Linked DNA regions of Mus musculus: region 1 is linked to region 2. A link is a contact called in public promoter capture Hi-C data. All regions are on one chromosome and are shown on one strand. The core of a region is the stretch at or near the end of the contact, and the rest is flanking DNA. Distances in the headings are between cores, read along the strand shown.

What was found. Promoter capture Hi-C pulls out the DNA fragments that hold promoters and counts their contacts.
Region 1: a promoter capture Hi-C map of liver shows a contact between it and region 2, with 3 times the contacts expected there. The contact joins the promoter of Usf3 here to the promoter of Gtpbp8 in region 2. A contact is called at or near these places in 6 of 39 promoter capture datasets (the 3T3-L1 cell line, cranial neural crest, erythroid cells and 2 more) and 1 of 115 datasets of contacts at active chromatin or transcription factors (epiblast stem cells).

Annotation. Positions count from the first base shown.
Region 1 is chr16:44,169,476-44,176,090 of GRCm38.p6, forward strand. It overlaps Usf3 (upstream transcription factor family member 3), which reads left to right and starts at 3,922. Exons shown (of 8, transcript NM_001029889.2): 1 at 3,922-4,035.
Region 2 is chr16:44,744,825-44,751,082 of GRCm38.p6, forward strand. Gtpbp8 (GTP-binding protein 8 (putative)) reads right to left here and starts at 1,539. Exons shown (of 6, transcript NM_025332.3): 1 at 1,175-1,539; 2 at 571-669. The coding sequence starts at 1,513.

The sequences.
Region 1 (6,615 bases), core at 2,672-5,171, 570 kb before region 2:
AAACAGGTTAGTAAATATGAGTCACTCTTAGAAAAGGCAAAACCGAAATCACACAATGGCTCAGAACCCTAGTACAACATATAAAGAACTTTTACACATCAGTGAGCCATGCTTTAAAAAGTATATATGGAAATATGCTCAACACTTAGTTGTTAGAAAAAGTGTACATTAGTAACATCTGCAATCCCAGCACACTAGGGAGGTTGAAGTAGGAAGGTCACTAGTTTAATGTCTTAGTGACCTAAGTATGTAGTGAGACGGAACAGTTCATTGTTGGTGATGACGTGGGCTTATCTGGACCTCTAATTGGCTGTTAAGAACCCAAAATAAAAATTACAAGCTCTGGGAAAAGTGAGATATTTTTTCTGGAATCATGGAAATAAACACTTGAACCAATCCTATTCATAAAGCCAAAGACAGGCTTCTAAAATAAGATGGAAGGCCTAACTATGAAGGTTACAGAAGCAAGTTTGTTGAGTGTGTGTGGTTGCAGGCAAAGGTCTGAAGTAGAAACCTATCTGTGCAACTCAGTGTAGCAGTTGAACTCTGATTACACATGATCACAGGTCAAGACTCAGTGATCCTGGTAGCAGAGAATGTGGGCCGTGGAAGACGGCTGGCACTGGAAAGAGACGCATTTGTTTAAATGATTGCCCTTCTGAGCAAGGAGGGAGTAGGTGGAGCTGAGCCTGGAGCTGCTTCTACTCGGAGCTGCTGCTGACATTCAGTCTTCAACCCATGTCAGAAGGTTCCTTTCAGGAAATGGATCTGAGGGTGCAAATAAACATGCAAATCTTTCTGTGCCCTCCAGGAGCCTCAAGTAAGTGGGTGAAAATCAGACTCTGAGGGGTCTGACCTGTAGAATGACTAGTTTCAGGCAGATACTGTAGGTTATTACCAATACAGACACTAAGAAGCACACAGCAGCTATACGTAGGTATCATCTCAATCTACTAAGTGATGTTGAATAAAGCTGGGAAAAGACTCAGAGTTGAGTTGTCTTGTTGTTTTTTTGAGACAGGGTTTCTCTGTGTAGCCCTGGCTGTCCTGGAACTCACTCTGTAGACCAGGCTGGCCTCGCACTCAGAAATCTGCCTGCCTCTGCCTCCCAAATGCTGGGATTACAGGCATGCACCACCACTGCCCGGCTCCTTAGTTGAGATTTGAACTTTGTTTTCTCATGTTTCATTTATTTCTATGTGTGTGTGTGTGTTTGTGCTCATGCACAGCGCACATATGGAGGCGAGCGGTCTTCTTGGAGTTCCCTCTCTGCTTCTACCATGTAGGCTCTGGAGTTTAAAGCCAGGTCACCAGGCTTGTTGGCAGATAGCACCTTTACTCTGAGCCACCATGCTGTCTCACTAGCTTGAGATCTGGACTTCAATCAGGAAATGAGGATTAAAACTAAAATTTAGCTGGGCAGTGGTGACGCATGCCTTTAATCCCAGCACTTGGGAGGCAGAGGCAGGCGAATTTCTGAGTTTGAGGCCAGCCTGGTCTACAGAGTGAGTTCCAGGACAGCCAGGGCTACACAGAGAAACTCTATCTCAGAAAAAAAAGAAAAGAGTAAAAGTTAATATTCTGAGCTTTCTCAAGAAATACTTGAGTTTTTGTTTTGTTTGTTTGATTGTTTGAATAATTATTTGTTTTCAAGACACGGTTCCTTTGTGTACCCCTAGCTGTCCTGGAACTCATGTAGTAGACCAGGCTAGAGTGGAACTCACAGAGATCTGCTTGCCTTTGTCTCCTGAGTGCTGGGATTAAAGGCCTACCACCTGGCTTTTTTTCTATTTTGAAATCATGTCAAAAATATTAATAATGATTCAAAACCCTTTAAATTCTGTTTTCTAAATTGTCAAAACTTTGTTTTGCATCTGGATTTGGTGTGCACACTATGAATTCCATCACTCATACTCAGGATGCAGAGGCAGCTGGATCTCTATGAGTTCAAAGCCAGCCTAGTCTACACACTGAGATTCTGTCTCAAACAACAAAATTCCAATATATATATATATAGGGGTTTTTTTTGTTTTGTTTTTTTGTTTTTTGTTTTTTTTGAGACAGGGTTTCTCTGTGCGGTCCTGGCTGTCCTGGAACTCACTCTGTAGACCAGGCTGGCCTAGAACTCAGAAATCTGCCTGCCTCTGCCTCCAAGTGCTGGGATTACAGGCATGTGCCACCACTGCCTGGCCAAATTTTTTTTTTATTTTAAATTAGAATTAATTTATTATAGTTCAGGAAGTTACGTGTAGCCCGGATTTGATATGTGTTACCCATAAAACCTTATATTTATACTGACATCGAAATGATTTCGTGTAGCTGGACATATATTAACATTATAGATTCATGGATGTATTATTAGTATTACTATTACAGATCTGATCCTAAGGTCTCTGCTGCTAGGGACTAGGGAATGACAAACGTATTCAAAAGTTAATTAAAACTCACTAGCAAGCTGGGCGGTGGGTGGTGGTGCAAGCCTTTAATCCCAGCACTTGGGAAGCAGAGGCAGGCGGATTTCTGAGTTCAAGGCCAGCCTGGTCTACAAAGTGAGTTCCAGGACAGCCAGGGCTACACAGAGAACCCTGTCTCGAAAAACAGCAACAACAACAAAAAAACTCACTGGCCTGGCCCAGATGGGACAAGGAAGTGAAAAAGAAATCAAACTGCCTATTAGCACCAAATTTGAAGTAACAGTAAGGGCCTATTTTATCACAGATTTTCAAAGTGCGGAGGAAACATAAAACGGGGTTACTGTTAACCTTTTTCTCAATGCAAGGTCTGTTTCTACTGTACATAGGTTCAAGTAGTATTTCTATTATGCCCTGCGTTCCAGTCCAATTGGCTATATCTGGTTGTGAAAAGCTCATAAATCTTTCACCACCACTAGGTGGAGAATCAGACACCTGTCTCGGGGAGGCGGGCTTGTGAAATGAAACAAAACTAGAAAAAGATAGCTGGATAGTTCAAGAGCTCCAAAGGCACTTTAGAGGACGCTGAGGTCTCCGGTCCTAAATAAGGGTGTCTAGTAGCCTAAATTTAAGGTTCCAATCCCATCCCCCAAAGCCACGCACTCACTTCCTTAGCAGGGGACTGCAGAACCTTTCTGAAAACGGGCTTCGTGCAAATAAAGGACGTCAAGAGTCCACCGTATACGAATTCCTGCAGTCTCCAATATCCAAAGATAGTGCACTGAGGGAAGTCACATAGGACTGGATTTTCCACCTTCATTTACCACCTTCTAACCCTCCAGGCTAAAGGTACTTGTCTATCTTTTGCCACTCTCCTCCTCTTCAGTTTTTTTCATTTCTACGCTTGCATTGAAAGCTGCCATAAGCATAATACAGAACAGGGTGCGAGGAAGTTTCTTAAAAACCTCTTTTTTTTTTTTTTTTTCCTAGCTTCTCAAAGCGTCCCCTTTAAGGAACCAGGCCCACCTCTTTCTCATCCACCTACTGGCTTTCCTTTCTGCCTGTCACTCTACCTTTAAGAATATTTCCTGTTCTTTCAACCCAACTTGCACACCTCCGCCCCCCGGCCTTGGTCATTGGGCCGCCCGAGGCCTGTTCCCTCCTAGCTTTTCCCTCCTTCTCCTCCCGCCCTCCAGCCTAGCGCAGCGGAATCCCGGCTTCTGACTGGCCACGGTGGCAGCCTCCCCAGCACCGGATTGGCCGGCCGGTTGGTCGGGGCGGGAGCGAGGCGCATCCAGGCTAGGCTGTGCGCGTGCCGAGCGGCGGCCGCGGGAGGGGCGGGAGGGGCGGGGGGAGGGGGGCTGGGAAAGTTGAGGCCGTGCTGCCGCCGGGTCTCCGGCCTCGAGGGCTCGGGCTCGCTGCGGCGGCGGTGGCCGCGAGGAGAGGCGGCGGGGGCGGGGGGAGAGGAGGGCCCGGGCCCGCGCTCCCCCAGCCCCGCAGAAGCAGGGGGCGGCCGCGGACCCAGAGGCTCGCCTAGACGGCCAGACACCGCTGCCTTCCGCTCCTGGGACCATGACCCAGGCGGGGGTCGCCGCCGCCGTGGCCCGGAGCGCGTCACCGGCGGGTGAGTGGCCGCGGGAGGGGGCGCTGACAGCCGGGACCGCGGCTGCGGGGGCGGCTCCGGGGGGCGGCCCCGGGCTCAGCTCCACCCACCCCCTCCTAGCCGCGGGAGGTGAGGGCTAGGCTGAGTGCCCCTCGTTCCTGGGGTCCCCAGAACTCCCCACCTATCCCGGGGCGATCGCTCTCTTCACTCCGGCATGCTCGCACCCTGGGTGCCAGGCCTGAGGGAGCTCGCCCTGCTCCCGGTGCGCGCCGGCGGACAGAGGCCCCATGCTGTCCTGGGTGCATAAAGAGCTGGGCAGCCAGGTCCCCACCGGGTGGCCTTTGCTAGCCTCCTTCACCTTTTGCCATCCCTTCCATCTCTTTACTTGTCTTCTGACTTTCCTTCTGATCCACTCGTCAAACTCGCTGCTTGCTTTTGTAACTTTCACCTCTGTGTCGGAGAGTTAGGCTGACGTTTTCTTTTTAGAAGCCCATCTTTTTGCTTCTGAATAGCACTGGTCCATGCGAATGGCATTCTTGTCCGATTTCAAATTTCCTGAACAAGCATGAGGTTTCTGGACGCTTGGCTGAGGTTGGGCATTTTGGGGATAGAGTTCTCTTCTCTCTGTGGGGTCTTTTTTGCTTTTATTGACCTCATCTGTAGATAAGAGACCACAAAAAACTAACTGCCAAAACCAACTAATGTTCAGATAACATTTTACCACTAAGTTGAGTGAATTAACAAACATGATAGGTCTGGCCGACTTTATGGGTAACAGTGGCAGAGTCTTAAAGGAAACTTTGATGAGTAAGTGGACCCTGCAGTAGCTTTTCCCCATGGCCAGTCAGATCTGCTCTTTGCAGGGCCGACAGTTTCCTCGGTGACCTTTTCCTTTCCCTCAGAACACTTGACTTGCTGTATGGATACTATGTTTCCATTTGCTTGGGAAATACACAACGTATTTGTTGCAAACTGAGGAAGATTCATTGAGAAGCCAAGAGTTGTGAATGAAAGCTGTATCAAGAAGCATGCCAAAGGCCAACAGCCACTTGTGACCCAGAATGAACATAAAAGTGGTCCAACCCAAAATTGAAAACATATCCAATCCCTTGAGGGTTTCTTTTTTTCCTTTCTTAATTTCATTGTATGGTTCCAGAGAGTGAACCTTGTAAAGACAAGTTTGTGTCACAATGTCAAAAGGTTGGGCAGTAGTCTAAACATTATGACTTTTGTATAGATTAGCTTTAGTAGTTTGGTGATTGTAGTAGTCTGTGCATTGATGAAATGTAGAACTCTTTTGATACAAAAGCATTTCCATTCAGTGTGGTAAGGGCCACCTAGAATAGTTATTTTCTACCCTAGTCGTCTATAGAACATCACAGAAGTTTTTTTAAAAAAGATTTTACAGTGAGCTAGTTTTGTATGAAACACACACATGTGCGCGCGCACACACACTTGCACATGCACATGCACGCACTGTTTAACTCCAGCTAGAAGAGAAGCTTCCACAGATAGCAAGCTTGGAACCCCTGGCAGTAAAGCCAGGTCTTAATGTTATCTCACGCTGTTCCTTCCTGTGGTCAAGCCCAATGGTTTCTTAACTGGATTGTTTGTTACAGTCACCTTCCCAGACTTTACCTTTGATCTGGAGGGAGGCAGGCTGTGGTATACCTCTTAAAACTCTCCAGGCTATTCTGCTCAGCAGCCAGGGCTGAAAATTACCTTAAGCTTGGTACAATGTCCAGGCTGTTCTGCTTGTATTCCAGGGTTTTCCTTGGCAAGCCTTAAGTTGTGTATTCAACTTTTGCCCCACAACCTTCCATGTGAACCTTTGGACCCCACTCAGATAATGCAATTTAGATCCCTGCTGTTGCTAACTTGGGTGTTTCTCCTCTATATCAAGTAATTGTAGTGACAGATCCCTTAAATATGAAATCTTTGGTATGTAAGTGCACATATACCGTGAGTGTGTGTGTGTGTGTGTGTGTGTGTGATAAAGGATCTCTCGTTGCTCCTAGGCTGACTTTGAATTTGTAGCGATCCTCAGGCTTTTATCTCCCAAGTGCTGGAATTACAGATGTGTGCCCTCATACCTCACACCAAGAATAGTTTTAGATTTTAAAAATTACATTATTGAGAGGGGGGGTGGGTCTGCATTTGCAGTATATAGATGCGGGGTCAGAGGACAACTTGAGAGACAGTTTTCTGCTGTGTGGGATTGGACTCAACTTGGCAGGCTTGGCAGCAAGTACTTGGTGAGCCATCTTACCAAGCCAACAACAAATTTTGTTTTGTTTTGTTTTGTTTTGTTTTTCGAGACAGAGTTTCTCTGTGTATCTTTGGCTGCCCTGGAATTCCATGGGTAGACCAGGCTAGCCTTGATCTCAAAGATCCATCTGCCTCTGCCTTCCAAGTGCTGGGATTAAAGGTGTGTGCCACCACCACCCAGATGAGTCTATTTTTGTTGGTGGTTCTTATATAGTTTCAAGTTTGATTTTTTTTATTAGATATTGTCTTCATTTACATTTCAAATGCTATCCCAAATGTCTCCTATACCCCCTCCCCTGCCCTGCTCCCCTACCCACTTACTACCACTTCCTG
Region 2 (6,258 bases), core at 289-2,788:
TGAAACAGTGAGGGTCACAGCTGGTGGAAGTGTTTTGTCAGATGGACACTAAGGTAAGTGGGGCCAGCGGTGAGATTTCGGAAAAGGTTCTTTTAGGTACCAGTTGGCTGCATCAATGAAAAGGAAGGAGAAGAAGGAGAGGATAGCAGAAGGGCAGAAGATCAGAGCTATCTGTGAAGAAAGGCACAGAGTGGCCTTGGGTAAAAGAATACACACATCTGGAATATACACAAGAATATAGAGGACAAAGCAACTTAAACCCTTTTTTCCCTACAACCAATGTAGAACTAGACATTCATTATTATAGAAGAAAACAGCAATAAAATACTTAACTTTGTCAACTAAGGAAAAATTTAGAACAACAATGCTTTCCTTTAGATATTGGCAAGACTACTAAAATCAATTCAGCTATACTTTTGTTTTTCTCAGAGAATATACAGACATTAATGATGTCTTACCTTATTACATATTTTTTAAAAAAATTCTTCTCTAGGAACTTAGCAATTATGATCTCTTGCATCTGCCAATACTTAGGTCTCATTTTATAAATTCAAGAGATACCCAGCATACCGGTTTTTTTGAGATCCTGACTTCTACATCAGGGGCCAGGGAAAATAAGGCCTTTATCAAAGAGGATTTTCCAACATTGCTTCGGCCTATGAAACACACCTAGTATGAGAGAGAGGTAGGGAGAATGGAGTACTTAGTATTCTCAGGGCTGAACAGTGGCTTATTTATTACATGTTGTACTTTCGGGGTTGGAGACGTGGCTCAATGGTTAGGTGCGCTTGCTGCCAGAGGATTGTAGTTCAAGTCCCAGCCAGCACGTATGGCTGCTCCCAACTGCCTGAAACTCCCGTTCCAGCGAGCACTGATGTCTTTTTCTGGGTTCTGAAGGCAACAGGCATGTGGTACACAGACATACATGCAGGCAAACCCACATAAACTAAAATGAAAATATAAAAGCACGGGCGGCTCTTCCGGAACACCGGAGTTGGATTCCCAGCACCCACACTGCGGCTCACTGCGGTCCTCCACGGGCACCGCACACGAGTGGCGCATCCACACGGAGTGTTTTCTTTTGCTGTTACGAGCTCTCTCGCTGGGTGACAGGAAATGAGCACAGGCCGACTCAGGCTCTCGCACCTACAGTAGACCCGGCGGTCAACCTCACCTCCGGCTGCTGCAAACTCGGGGCGTGGTCGAGGCGGACGGCGGAGCTGAGGTACTCGATGCGGTTCCGGGCGGTGGCCTCAAAGATGCTCTCCGCCCGCCCGATGTCCTCCAGGCTCGGGTCGAAGAGTCTCTGTTCGATAAGGCCAGGCCCCGAGTCCGCGGCGAGGTGCTGCCCCAGTTCCCGCAGCGGGTACACTACCTTCGTTAGCTGTTTCTGTGGCAGCCTTAGCACTTCTGCGAAGGCAGGGGACGTGCTGTAAACCCGGGTCCAAGGCCCCAGTGCTGGCGCTTTCTCAAGGAGCCTTCCCATTCTATGACTCAACCTAGCCGCTGCCATTTTCCTCTCCCAGAATCCTCGCGACTGGATTTTATTAGTAGGGTCTGGACAGCGCCAGACAGAAAGCTCGCTGCCGCAGCGCCTGCTGGGAATTGTAGTTTTCTAGGGTCTCCTCACCTGCTCAAGCTTCTCACCACCTCCGGGCAGAAAGGGGGAAACCCCACTGACTTTCTTTAACACCTTGGCTTTACCAACTATGTATCAGATTGGCGTGTTCTGGTCTTCAGCGGTTTCCAGATGCGAAAAACTTACCTTGTCCTGTGATCTTTGAGTCTCAAGGGAAGGAACCATAGGGACAAACTAGTGGATTCCAAGCCCGCTTTGCCTTCTGTTTCCGGTCGTTTTATCGTCGATTGACATTTATCATAAGTTCACGTCACCGAGAAAAACACGTTTGCAAAATTAAATAAGCTGGTGAGAAATGTGGTTGGAATTGCAACTCGTTTTCAGAGAAGGGACGGTATCTCTCTGACAGGCAGAGCGTTGGAGCAGCAGTTGAGAACTGACAAAGATCCATAAACCAGAAACAGAACTGGGAACAACTGGAGTCCTTTGAAGCCCCCAAATACACACCCCCTTCCTCCAATACAGTCATACCTTCTAATCCTACAAGGCCCCACTTTCCAACCCTTTCCAAACAGTTCCCTAAACTCGGGAGCAACTATTCAAATGGCTCATGGGAGCCATTCTCATTTAAACCACCACAAGCATTTAATCATTCCGTGCCCTGTCACTCCATTATTTTCTTTTTAAAGCATCTGCATATAGCAGGCACATAAACTTTAGAGTCAACATATGCTGTGTTTTCCATGGACACTTGTAATCAAACTCTTCCCTAGTCTCTACTGTAGGCAGAAGATCAAAGAGCCAGAGCCAGGTTGACTCCATGACAGGCTGTAAACTGGCAGTTTGGGAGTCTAGGCCTATTTCTGTTTCCCAGAAATGAGGACCCAGATTCAGGAGCCCATGGCCATCCAACCACAGCTGCAGACAGCCAATCCAAGGGTGCCTTACCACCTTGGAAAGTCCCCAGAGCCCTAACAAATCACAAAGGACTCATATCCCTGGAGATAGAGCCAACTAATCAAGAAAAAACAAAAGATAAAAGACACCCACTGCCACCCTAACAGGCTTTAAACTGACCCTGCAGAGCACACACTGGTGTCTCCATTCTTAAATGGAGCGACCTTTGCATGCCGAATTCTGCTGAAAGACGCTCTTTGCTGTTGCATATTATTTGAGTCTGGGGTCTCATTCTCTGGGGGTTCTCAGACCCTAACATTAGCATCGTGTTCCCAGTCCTCCTTGTCTCTCACCTAGATTATTGGCATAGCTTCCAAAATCTAGCTGTGTATCATTGCTTGTTTCTCCTTCAGGTATATTCCCAATGTAATGGCAAACATGATCCTGTTAAAATGCAAGTGAAAATCCCCAACATCTTCTAGTCTCAAATGTAACGTAGCCCACTGATGTAAGAAGCAAATATGCCCCTGTGTTGCTGCATATGCCTGTCTGGAATGCTTCACTTCCAGATATTATTACACGCCTTGTTTCTTTCCTAGTTGGGCTGTTTGTGATCATCCTTCAGAAGAAGTGGCTTTGATTTTGAGAACTGAAGCAGTTCATCACAGAGTTAACACATAAAAAAATTTAGTATGATGTAGACAGGTATTACACACTTTGTATATAATCCTTATAGGCACTTGTTTGTTTGTTTGAGTTGGTTTGCTTTTGAGACAGAGTCTATTACATAGGTCAGACTGGCCTCAAATTCGTGATCATTCTGTCTGAGCCTTCAGAGTGATGTACTACCACACCCAGATTTAGAGCTAAGATTTTTCACTAAAATTCAAGTGACTGAAGTGCTGTGACTATATTCTGCCAGGCTTAGCTGATAAGAACAGGAAGAAGGTTGGTAGATCAGTGAAGAGATTTTGCCATTCTTACAGATCATCACAGTTATTTTTCCATTGTTGTCTGTCTCTGAAACGAATGACTGATTCCAAATGACCCTGAACGATGTAAATCCAGTAGGTATCAAGTTTAGGGATTCCATCTGATCCAAGAAGAAGGTAAGCATTGTAAGGCCGAGGCAGGTAGACAGAATCATGGATATCAGAGAGTCAGCAAGTTCAGAACTCACAGAGATCAAGTGTTTTTGGTTTTTGTTAAGTATAGAATAGAGTTTATTCAGGGCATGGGAAATGGGGAGGGGAGTTGAGAGGGTAGTAGGGACCGAGAAAGGCAGAGAGAGAGAGAGAGAGAGAGAGAGAGAGAGAGAGAGAGAGACAGAGAGAGAGACAGAGAGAGAGACAGAGAGAGAGACAGAGAGACACACAGAGAGACACACAGAGACAGACAGAGACAGACAAAGACAGACAGAGACAGAGAGACAGAGATGGAGAGAGTCAGAGAGTCAGAGAGTCAGAGAGACAGAGAGAGAAAGTAAAAAAGTAGTGGCTGGCCATGAGTATGTGGAGAGAGGGGAGAAGGGTGAGAGGACAGAGCGGGAGTAAGAAGGCAAGAACAAGAGAGCACAGAGAGCAGCTCTTATCTAGTTTAGACACACCATACTTTGAATGGCTAGGTAGAAGTGAGATTAGAGACATTGGGAAAACTAGCTTTTGGATATTGGGAAAGGTAATAGACTAGTTAGTATTCACTGTTTGATTTTACATAAGATCCTTTCTTGCCTTCACTTTCCCCTTCTTTACAACAATAATTACAATGTACTTGTGACAACACTAAGCATAGCACTGGAGTCTGGAATGGAAGTATTTGGGAGGCAGAGTGAGGAGGACCAGAGCTTAAAGGCATTTTTAGCTACCTACAAAATTTGAGGCCAGCCTGGACTATATAGAGCCGGTCTGAAAAAAATTATTGAATATTTTCTAGAAAAGGAGTTGATTTGAGTACCAAGTATCACTTATGAAAAAGGCCTGATCATATCAAAATGAAGATGGCTTGCATTGGGAAGGTAATAGTAGGGTTGAAGAGGGTATTATATGGGGAGTGACATGGAAAAACTTCCATACATAAATTGCCTGAATTGTAATAGCAACTGTCAGGATAAATTATTTAAGTTTAAATTTTATTTTTATCTTTGTGTGTGCGTGTGCATGTGCGTGTGTGTGTGTGTGTGTGTGTGTGTGTGTGTGTGTGTGCCTTGTATGTATCGATTTCAGCAGAGATCAGAAGAGAGTGTTGGGTCTCTTGGAACTGGAGTTACAGGAAGTTGTGAATGTCCCAACGTGGGTGCTAGAAGCCGAATCCAGGTCCTTTGGATGATCAGCAAATGTCTTTAACCACTGGGCTATCTCTCCAGGGCAATTAACAGTTTTCTTTAATTATATTTAAAAAAAACTTTGTGCCACTTTCCTATTAAACAATTATATAAGCTATTATTCACATTGACCCAGGTTTGTGACTCCAATGCATGCAACATGTTACATCACTTTCTACCTAACTTATTCTATGGGTACAGGTTATTGTATGTGAGAGTCACTATATTATTATCTCAAAGAAATAACAGACATATTTCTCATGACCATTTTGTGTAGTTTATCAAATCATTGAATTTTATTTATATCTATCTATATTTATCTATTAATTTAATATATCTTAGTAATGTTTCTTTTGACAATGTCTCCAAAGAACTGTGTGTGTCGTTTTTGTTGTTCTTTTTTTCTCTCTACGAAGTCTTTTTGAGCTTCCTTTAAGATTGTATCTGCCATGCTGACAAATTTCTCTAAAGAGATTTGGAGATTAAATATCAAATACTAGGTGTGTAGGAGGTGAGTTCTTAGAATGATTTGGGTTCTGGAAAAAAAATAAAAATTTGTTTCCATCAAGATTTTTTTCAATCAATAGAGGGCAAGTTGCTTTAGATAATATTCTCCCATTATTAATTCTTGTATATTCATTCTAATCATTAGTTTGGAACTCTTAGCCATATATAGTCTTTGCTTTTGTATCAGTAAAAGGTGTGTGTGTGTGTGTGTGTGTGTGTGTGTGTGTGCACTGTAGTGGTTGAAAAAAATCAGGAGTTTTCCTATTCTAAGTAATGACTTCATTATCATTCTAAACTGTATTACTTATTAGGCAGAAGTTTTTTTTTTTTTTTTTGGAGGGCAATACTTGGCAGTCGACTTTTGTAGAGCTTTGAATGAGCATGGCCCCCACAGGCTGAGATATTTGATTATTTGGTCCCCAGTTGGTGGAACTCTTTGGGAGGGATTAGGAGGTACGGCATTGTTAGAGGTATGCCACAGTGGGTGGGCTATGACCTTTCAAAAGCCAATGCAATTCCCTGTTAGCTCTTTCTGGGTCATGGTATTGCTCCAGAGTCAAATCTGTCTGTCTGCTGCCATGCTCTCTGCCATGATGATTATAGACTCCAACTTCTGAAACTGTAAGTCTGCAGTAAATATTTTCTTCTATAAGCTGCATTGGCAATGGTGTCTTAGCACAGTCAACAGAAAGGTAAGTAACAGAATCTCTAAACCACATCTCATTGCTTTAATGATATGAACAGCACACTCTTTGACACACTGAAGAAACAGAGCAATGTACCAACAGGCAGATATGCATGTTCCATATCTACTGATATAATGGGAAGATTCACAAAAATCAGTCTATAGTTGTCTCTGTGGCTAGGATACGTCATAGCCAAAGGATGCAAATTGAAGGAACAGATGCAGCTAAAGTCTTGAGAAAGTCGGCGGGAGCCTCTCAGCCTTCTCTCC